Linked DNA regions of Sus scrofa: regions 1 and 3 are each linked to region 2. Evidence: chromatin contacts called from public HiChIP or PLAC-seq and promoter capture Hi-C data. All regions are on one chromosome and are shown on one strand. Each heading gives the region's core, a stretch centred on a gene start, on an enhancer-like site or on the middle of the called end of the contact. The rest is flanking DNA. Distances are from core to core; before and after follow the strand shown. Region 1 holds the start of SCIMP (SLP adapter and CSK-interacting membrane protein). Region 2 holds the start of SPAG7 (sperm associated antigen 7). Region 3 holds the start of PELP1 (proline-, glutamic acid- and leucine-rich protein 1).

Region 1 (2,700 bases), core at 105-2,604, 180 kb after region 2:
CGATCTGAGAACTGCATTTTTCCTCCACCTGAGTCCATGGACTCGTCTGTGACAGCTGTCTGTTACCGCATCGGTTCACTGGTTCACTGTTTGTCTCCCACCCCAGCCTGTAGGCTTCAGGAGGGCAAGGGCACGGCTGCTCCCTTTACCACTGTTTCTAGTGCCTAGAACAACACCTGGCACGCAGGGGGCGGGGGCTCTACATGCATCTGCCAATTTATGAATGATGCCCCGGCCTCTTTCCCTCTTTCCTCTGCCGACTTACCTTCTAATGATACAGATCAGGAGGCAGTTTCAGGGTCTGAACTTCAGGCGCTGGGTGTTCTAATCCTAAAGCACCTCTCCTGGACACGCAACCTTGGGCAGGCTCCCCGCTCCTCTCCTGCCTTCGCCCCAGGGTGTCAAGCAGCTGGCTGGGAAGCAGAGGCCCGGCAGGTGTGGTGGGATGGAGTGGCCCCTTCCCTCTTGTTTCTGCTCTTCCTTCCAGTAAACTAAGGCACTCAGTTCTGCGTGGTGTCAGGCCAAGAGAGCTGCTAAAAGCAACCACCACCCCAGCCCCAATCTCACTTCCCCAAAAGGTGTTTCCGGGGAGTCGGTGACAGAAATCACATTTACTGTCTGTCACTGGGAATTCCGGGGACTGTGGCTTTATTCAGAATTGGCTTTTTTTCCCCCCTTCAACCAAGATCCTCAGAGTAAGACACCAGTTTACAGGGTGACAGCTACACATACATTCACATAAATGAAACAAGTTTCCCCAAGCACTTTATGGCACATGGCGCCCTCCCGCCAGCATTTCCTCATCTCTTCTAGCCTCTTTCGGGAGAAGCAGTCCTGAGTGCCAGCCCCTTAGTTTACTTCAAAACCCACCAATGGTCATGCCTGTATATTGGCACATCTGAGTTTTTCGCAGGAAAAAGAAATGATCTGGAATAGTCATGAGTTCAGAAGGCGTGGGTCGAAGGGAGGTGTTGTGGGAAGTTAGTTGCAGAAAGTTGCAGCTGGCAGAGGCCTGGAGACAGTCTCTGAGGAGGGCTGGCACACACGCAGCGGGCAGACGGGAGGTCGGAATGGGAATCCAGCTCCTTGCTCTCAGCCATTGAGGGCTTCGTGGTCTGAGTCCCAGGCCACCTCCCCGAGGCCTGCACTGTCCAGGACAGCAGCCACTAGCCCCATGAGGCTAACCAACTGGGCACTAGATGTTAGCTAAGTGGCTTGCTAGAGCCAAGATGTGCTGTAAGCGTGAGATACACACTGGATTTCAGAGACTTGGTACAGAATGAACGTAAAAGGTCTCACGAAGAGATGTTTATCTTGATGAGCTGTTAAAAGGATAATATGTTGGATATAGTGGGTTAATTAAAATGTATTTAAAATTAATTTCAGCTGCTTTTCCCTATTTTTTTGTTAATGATTTTTATTTTTTCCATTATAGTTGGTTTATAGAACCTTTTGTTTTGTTTTGTTTTGTTTTGTTTTTGTCTTTTTAGGGCTGCCCCCATGGCATATGGAGGTTCCCAGGCTAGGGGCCAAATTGGAGCTGTAGCTGCTGGTCTATGCCACTCCCCCTGTATTTCTTTCCCCTCCTCAGTTGGAAACCCCCCCACCCCCCCCCCGCCCACTCTTGCCTTGTTCACCTTCAGATTCTCAGGATTACCATCCAGGCAGGTCGTACTTGCCGATGTCAGCTCAAAAATTGTAACACTGTGTCACAACAGAAGAATGGATAAATAGGAGGGAATAGGCAGACAATGAAAGACTACCCAGAAATTTTTTAAAATGAAATCCTGACACACAACAGTATAGAGAATCCTGACAACATTACATTAGGTGACAGAAGTCAAATATAAAAGAGCACAGCCTGTATGAGTCTCTTCATGTTAAGTTCAAGAAAACGATCCCGATAGAAATCAGACTTGTGGTTTCAGTGGGGGCAGAAAGGGCCTGACTGCAAAGGGCACAGGGGAACTTTGGGGGTGATGGAAATCTTTACATCTTGTTAAGAAGTTGTCAGATTTAGCCGAGGCGCTTCTGGGAGCTCCCAGAGGGTCTAGTGGTGAGGATTCAGTGCTCTCACTGCTGCGGCCCGAGTTCATGCCTCGGTCTAGGAACTGAGATCCCATATCCTGATGCGCCCCAAAAGGCACTTGACGGATTATTATACTTCATTTAAAAACTAAAAATAAAAAATAGAATGAACTGCCTTTCAAGTTAATGACAGGCTGGGCGGGGAATGAACTTTGCTGGTAGGAGCTGGAGACTGTTGAATTCCTCTGGGTTCTGGAGGGAGGAGATTTGGGGTTCTGGGCAAGAAGGAGGTGGAGTTTCACAGGAGAATGGGAAGAGGAGAAGGGGAGCCAGCTGGATGGTTCAAAGGGGGAGAAGCATCTGGTGGAAGATGGTTAGGGATGGAGTGGCCAAAGGGCCAGTGGCATTTTAAGAAGAGGGCTGTGGAGTTCCCGTCGTGGCGCAGTGGTTAACGAATCCGACTAGGAACCATGAGGTTGCGGGTTCGGTCCCTGCCCTTGCTCAGTGGGTTAACGATCTGGCGTTGCCGTGAGCTGTGGTGTAGGTTGCAGACTCGGCTCGGATCCTGCGTTGTGGCTCTGGCGTAGGCCGGTGGCTACAGCTCTGATTCAACCCCTAGCCTGGGAACCTCCATATGCCGCGGGAGCGGCCCAAGAAATAGCAACAACAACA
Region 2 (2,700 bases), core at 64-2,563:
TCCCCTCTCACTTACCGAATTACCCATTCTTCATCATCTCAGCTCACTGCAGACTAGGTTAGGACCCTACTTGTAGCCCCTCTCATAACAATTATTTTTCCTTCAGGACATTGATAAAGCTGGTTTTTAAACTCCCGTGTGAGCATTTCATGTGGGCTCCTGGAGGGTACCCCTGGGCCCGAGTAACCACTCAGGACAGCAACTATGGATGATATAGTTCGATATTAGGCAGCACTTGAGACTTCGAAGGCAACCTAGCCTGCCCTGGCCCCACCTCGGACGGGTGGAGAGCCGGTGCCCGGGACATGGTCAAGGCTGGTGTCCTCCCCAAGGCAGTCATTCTGCCAGATTCATTCACACGTCTCAGAGCAGCAACCCAAAGAGAGGGCAGCCCCTCCCCGCGGGCCGCGCCCTGCGCTGGGAGCCCAAGTTGACAGGCCAGCAGGGAAGTTACTCGGAGAACACAGGCGGGGAGACTACCGCCAATCGGACCGGGCAGGGGCATTCTCATCCCTCCAATCAACATTCACTCCCCCCCCCGGGGGGGGGGTTCTGGCATTTAAGGGTGTAGATGAAGAAGGTTGGTTGGAGGAGCGGCAGAAGGGAGCGGGTTAAATCAAGAAGGCGGGGCAGAAAGGCGCCAAAAGGACTCAGCAACCAATTAGAGGTGCTGAGGGTGGGGTGGACTAGAGGAAGGTCGAACGAAACGTGATAGGTAGACGTTTAAGTTGAGGTGACCAATAAGGGTGAAAGGCTTGCGGATGGACGTGTCCGGGGCCCAATCGGAATAGGGACAGGGGTTGCCGGGACTCGAGCACCGAGAGGCGGGAAAGGCAGAGCGGTGGAACACGCCCCCCGCTCCGGTCCGAAGGCGGGAAGAGGAGCCGCCGCAGAACACCAAGGGGTTGGGTGGGGTTGGAGGCAGCCTACCAATCACAGCACGCCACCCGCGGACAGGCGGGCTCGTCGACGAATTAAAAAGAAGGACTGCGGAAGGCCAGGGTAGGGAGAGGAGAGAGGGCTGGCGCTGGGCTTCAGGTAGCCAATCAAGGTCCGCTAAGAACAGCGGGCGGGCCGGTAGCCCTTTTAGGGACTCCGGGGGTCTCTGAAGGGGACCGTGAGAGGTCTTTCAAGGTTGAGGAGGCGGGGTCGTCAAAGTGGAAGGAGTGAGGTCCTGTGAACCGGGCGAAAAAAGGCGGTTGTGAATTTGGGATCCTCACCTCGGGCCTTGCGCCGAGTCTCCTGGTCACCGAGGCTTGGTGGCTTCTCCATGGAGCTCAGGATGGAGCCCAGTAGGTCCGCCATCTTGGGAGTGACTGAGAGGGGGCGGTGCGTCTTAAAGGGAAGGGCAAAATGCCTTTAAGGCCGGAAACACGTCGGAGGCGGAAAACCACGCGCCCGCCCCGCCCAGCTCCCGTGCGGCGCTGACGCCAGCTGGGGCGCCCGGCGCAGCCTCCCAAGGGCGGAGGCCCCGCCCCGCCCCCCCCGCCCCCCACTCCCCGGTCAGACAGAGGCCGGAGGCTGGCTGGTGCAGCGATGTTTAATGGCAATTCGTAGAAACCAAGCCCATGCACAAGTAGAAAGTGCTCTCGTAGAGCCGGCTGAAGGCCCCCGCCGCGCCAGGAACCACAAGTCCGGCTGTGCAGCCCTCCCCGCGGCGCCTTAAATAGATTCTTCACTATACTCTGTATGTTACATTATGTACAAGCCCCCTCCCCTCGGGGACGGGGCAGGACTCCGCAACGCGTTCTTATATACACCCCTCCTTTGGCCCCGAGATCGGTGGCCGGAGTCGGTCGGGGTGACGGGGAAACACAGGGTCAGAAAAGGAGGGAACAGACGCAAACATGCGGAGTCGGGGTGGGGGCACAGTCAGCCCTGAAACACGAGGGGCGCGCGCGCAGTGAAGGCAGAGGTGGGACCGAGGCGGATACATTCAGAGACTCGTTGAACAAATAAATAAGGCAAGTCAGGAAGGGGCTGAGGTGGGTACAGGCGGGTTCGGAGATGTGGAGAAGGGGCAGGCAGGGCTCCGGAGGTCACAGCTGAAGATGCAGGTATGTGGGGCGTGGGTCTTCTGGAGCCGGGGACTCAAAGAGGGGGGCACGACCCGGAGGGAAGAGGAGAAGGAGCCGGGGGTGGGAGAGGGAGTTCAGCACTTCGGAGGGGGCGGGAGCGGAGACCGAGGATGGGCTCCTACAGAAGTGACGGGAAAGCTGCCAACGGGGGGTGGGGTGGGGGGGCTCCCCCTCCCCCAGAGAGCCCTCTCCCTGTTAAGACTGCAAGAAGCGGCCCCGGCTGATGAGAAAGGCGATGGAGAAGTCAGGTGGCCAGGCCGGGCTGGGGAAGCCCTTCCAGCTCCTGGTTCTGCTTCAATTCCCTCATCCTGCCGAGAGACAAGGAAGGAGTCAGGGGACACCGGCCGATCGGGAGGTGGGATGGGGGAGGCGGCAGGGCCAAATCGCAGCACCTGTGTCGGCAGCGCCGCAGGAATCTCATGATCTTCCGGGCTGCCTGGTCCTGCTTCTTGGTGAGAAAAGAGCCTCTGGTGGAAGAAAGAAGAGATGAAACCTCACACAACACGCGGGCATCCCCTGCCCTCTGCCCCTTAGGGACCCTGGCAGGGGAAGGGGGGGGCAGAATGATGGAGGGTATCCTTGGGCAGTGGGTATGGCCAGCAGGGGTGGAAAGCTAGGGCCA
Region 3 (2,700 bases), core at 137-2,636, 230 kb before region 2:
CTTTTTAAGGTCACATCCGTGGCATATAGAGGTTCCCAGGCTAGGGGTCAAACCGGAGCTGTAGCCGCCGGCCTACGTCACAGCCACAGTAATGCCAGAACGGAGCAGCGTCCGCGACCTACACTACAGCTCACGGCAACGCAGGATCCTAAACCCACTGAGCGACACCAGGGATGGAACTCGAGTTCTCATGGATGCTAGTCAGATTCGTTTCCACTGAGCCACGACAGAAACTCCCAAAGGGCCCTTCTAAGCCAGTCTACACAGCGCTGCATAATCTATCCACTGCCTCATCGGGCCCACTCTCTCTCCGGCCACCTCTGAACCCCAGGCAAAATGTTCCCACCACAGGACCTTCCCACATGAGCCTTCCGCTGACTGAACCGTCCTTCCCATTTTCCTTCCCTACCCAACACCCACTCATCCTTGGGGATCTCGCTTTAAACTCCAGTACCTCAGGAAAACCTCTGCAATTCTCCAGACTATGTCAGTGGTCCCTAATATACCATTCTCATAGTTTTTCTCATAACATTTTGTTCATCGCCATCGCATCTATAACGAGCGCCCAGGACCCGGCCCTCAGTAAGAGCGCAGTAAACAGGTGTCCATTCACTCAGTCGAAACTATCCGCGAAACAGATACTGCCTGAGGAAAAAGAAACTAAAGATCACATATCTAGTGAGTGATGTGGCCTGGGATCGCACCCATTCACGTGTGTCCACCAACAGCCTAGCAATATAGAAAAGAGGCCCTTCCTCTTCCCTAAATTTCTTCCATTCGTGGCTGATAAAGAAAAATGGGTGAATCTCGTCCAGACTAATGTCTGGATCCACTTTCTGCCCCCAGTTCTCCTTCCCTACACCTCCCCACTGCAGCTGCAAAGCACCAAGACCCCTGCGCACAAAAGCTGCGCCAACCTTCCAACCCGACCGCCGGCCAGAGGGCCACAGACTCACCGGGGCCCCGCCCACCGTCCCATGTAGCCGCAATAGGCACATGAGCCCCGGCAAGTGTGGGGCCGAGGGGGCTGGGGGATGCACGGGGGCAACGGTGGATCCCGCTCGCGGCTGCAGCAACCCCGACACGCTATCCAGCAGCAGCAGGCGAAGACGCGGGACCGAGACCACCGCCGAGAGACCCCCGGTCCCGCCGGGAACCCCGGCCGCGGAGCCCGCAGAGGGTCCGCTGAGAACCGCCGCCGCCATCTTCACCCGGACTGTAGTGGTGGCGTGGCGCGATGACGCAAACACACCGCGACGCACGCCTCGAGGGGAAGGGGCGTGAGGAGGGGGCCGTGGTCTTGCGCGTTGCGTGCACGGCGGTTGGACTGCGCGTTCGGACTGGAAAGGAGCATGCGCGGCGTGGAGAGACCCAGGCGCCCCCGCGGCGGGTGTGTGGCTCCCCAGGTGTGCCTGGCGGATGGGCAGGGTCGAGGGTGGGCCGGGGGCGGGCCGGGGGCGGGCCAGCGGCGCTTAGAGAGCACGTGGTCAGGACTAAAGGCGCCGGAATCGAAAGCTAGCCTTTCAAGTAGCGGCGTCTCTGGACCCTTTCAACCTAGGCCGCACTGATACCTGAGGAACTGGTCTTCTTGTGTGAAATCTTAAACGTTTTTAACTACATTTACAACCACAGAAAAGATACAATACATGCGCCTTGCAAAAAATTCAAACAGTAAAGAAAGCATAAAATACAAAGAGAAACCCCCCCTCCCCTTTCTCCAGTACTGTGTATACTTTCCTAGTATTTGTCTACACACAGATACGAAAATACATAGTTTATTCTGCAAGAGCGGGGTGTGCTTTTTTCACTCAGTATATGTTTTGGGCAACTTTACGCTGTTTTTTAAGCAGCATGGTACAATGAGTTCCCAATTTCATTGCTAAGTATTTACCGATGCTCCAGTTTCTCCCAAAACACTTCAGTGACCACCCTAACAGCGCTGTGCGTTTTTTTGTGCACAGACATAATCTTTTGAATCTAATAAAATCCAAATCCAAGATTCGAATCCAAGGGTCATCTCTCTTGTTGTACTCTGATCCTTCTTCAAGTCCTGGTATTCTGCCTCCAAAATACACTAACCCAATAGGGTTCATTTTTCTCTATTTATCTCCAGTGCCACGCTGGGCCAAATCACCATTGTCTCTCACCTGGCCTCTTGAACACTAGCCTCCTGCCAGTGGACTCCTCACTGCTCACCTTGTTCTCCTACTGGCCTTCTCCACACAGCAACCAGACTGGTCTTTTCAAACCTAATTAAGTTCTCACTCTCTGCTTAAAGTTCTCCAATGACTTCCAAACATCCTGTGAATGAAATCCCATTGCTTTCACCTTGGCCTACTTCATCAGACCTATACCCATCTCTCTAACCTCAGCACCTGAGTTACCCAGCCTCTTTCCCTAACTTTGAGCCAAACTAGCCTAACTTTCTACTCTCCAGCCATCCCATTCCTGTGGCAGTGCTTTTCCCTAGAGAAACTTTGCTTTATCGGAGTATAAAATTTTTAAAATTTATAGTATTTACAAAGTTCTATTAGTTTCAGGTGTATAGCATAAGTGAATAAGGCATACATATAAATGTATCCACCCAGGAGTTCCCATCGTGGCTCAGTGGAAACAAATCTGGCTAGTCTCCATGACGACGCAGGTTCGATCCCTGGCCTTGCTCAGTGGGTTAAGGATCCCATGTTGCCTTGAGCTGTG

Evidence for each region. Promoter capture Hi-C pulls out the DNA fragments that hold promoters and counts their contacts. HiChIP or PLAC-seq counts read pairs in DNA pulled down with a chosen protein or histone mark.
Region 1: an H3K27ac HiChIP or PLAC-seq map of alveolar macrophages shows a contact between it and region 2. The contact joins the promoter of SCIMP here to the promoter of SPAG7 in region 2. A contact is called at or near these places in 1 of 47 Hi-C or Micro-C datasets (embryonic fibroblasts) and 1 of 2 datasets of contacts at active chromatin or transcription factors (alveolar macrophages).
Region 3: a contact with region 2 is called in a promoter capture Hi-C map of liver, with 4 times the contacts expected there. The contact joins the promoter of PELP1 here to the promoter of SPAG7 in region 2. A contact is called at or near these places in 2 of 5 promoter capture datasets (both in liver) and 1 of 2 datasets of contacts at active chromatin or transcription factors (alveolar macrophages).

What each region holds. Positions count from the first base shown.
Region 1 is chr12:51,771,289-51,773,988 of Sscrofa11.1, reverse strand. It overlaps SCIMP (SLP adapter and CSK-interacting membrane protein), which reads right to left and starts at 1,354. Exons shown (of 5, transcript XM_003358218.4): 1 at 266-1,354. The region is part of intron 2 of RABEP1 (rab GTPase-binding effector protein 1); the gene reads left to right.
Region 2 is chr12:51,947,526-51,950,225 of Sscrofa11.1, reverse strand. It overlaps SPAG7 (sperm associated antigen 7), which reads right to left and starts at 1,313. Exons shown (of 7, transcript NM_001243921.1): 1 at 1,221-1,313. The coding sequence starts at 1,305. CAMTA2 (calmodulin-binding transcription activator 2) reads right to left here. Exons shown (of 23, transcript XM_021067750.1): 22 at 2,471-2,545; 23 at 1,523-2,386. The coding sequence ends at 2,323.
Region 3 is chr12:52,175,748-52,178,447 of Sscrofa11.1, reverse strand. PELP1 (proline-, glutamic acid- and leucine-rich protein 1) reads right to left here and starts at 1,386. Exons shown (of 18, transcript XM_021067790.1): 1 at 957-1,386. The coding sequence starts at 1,205.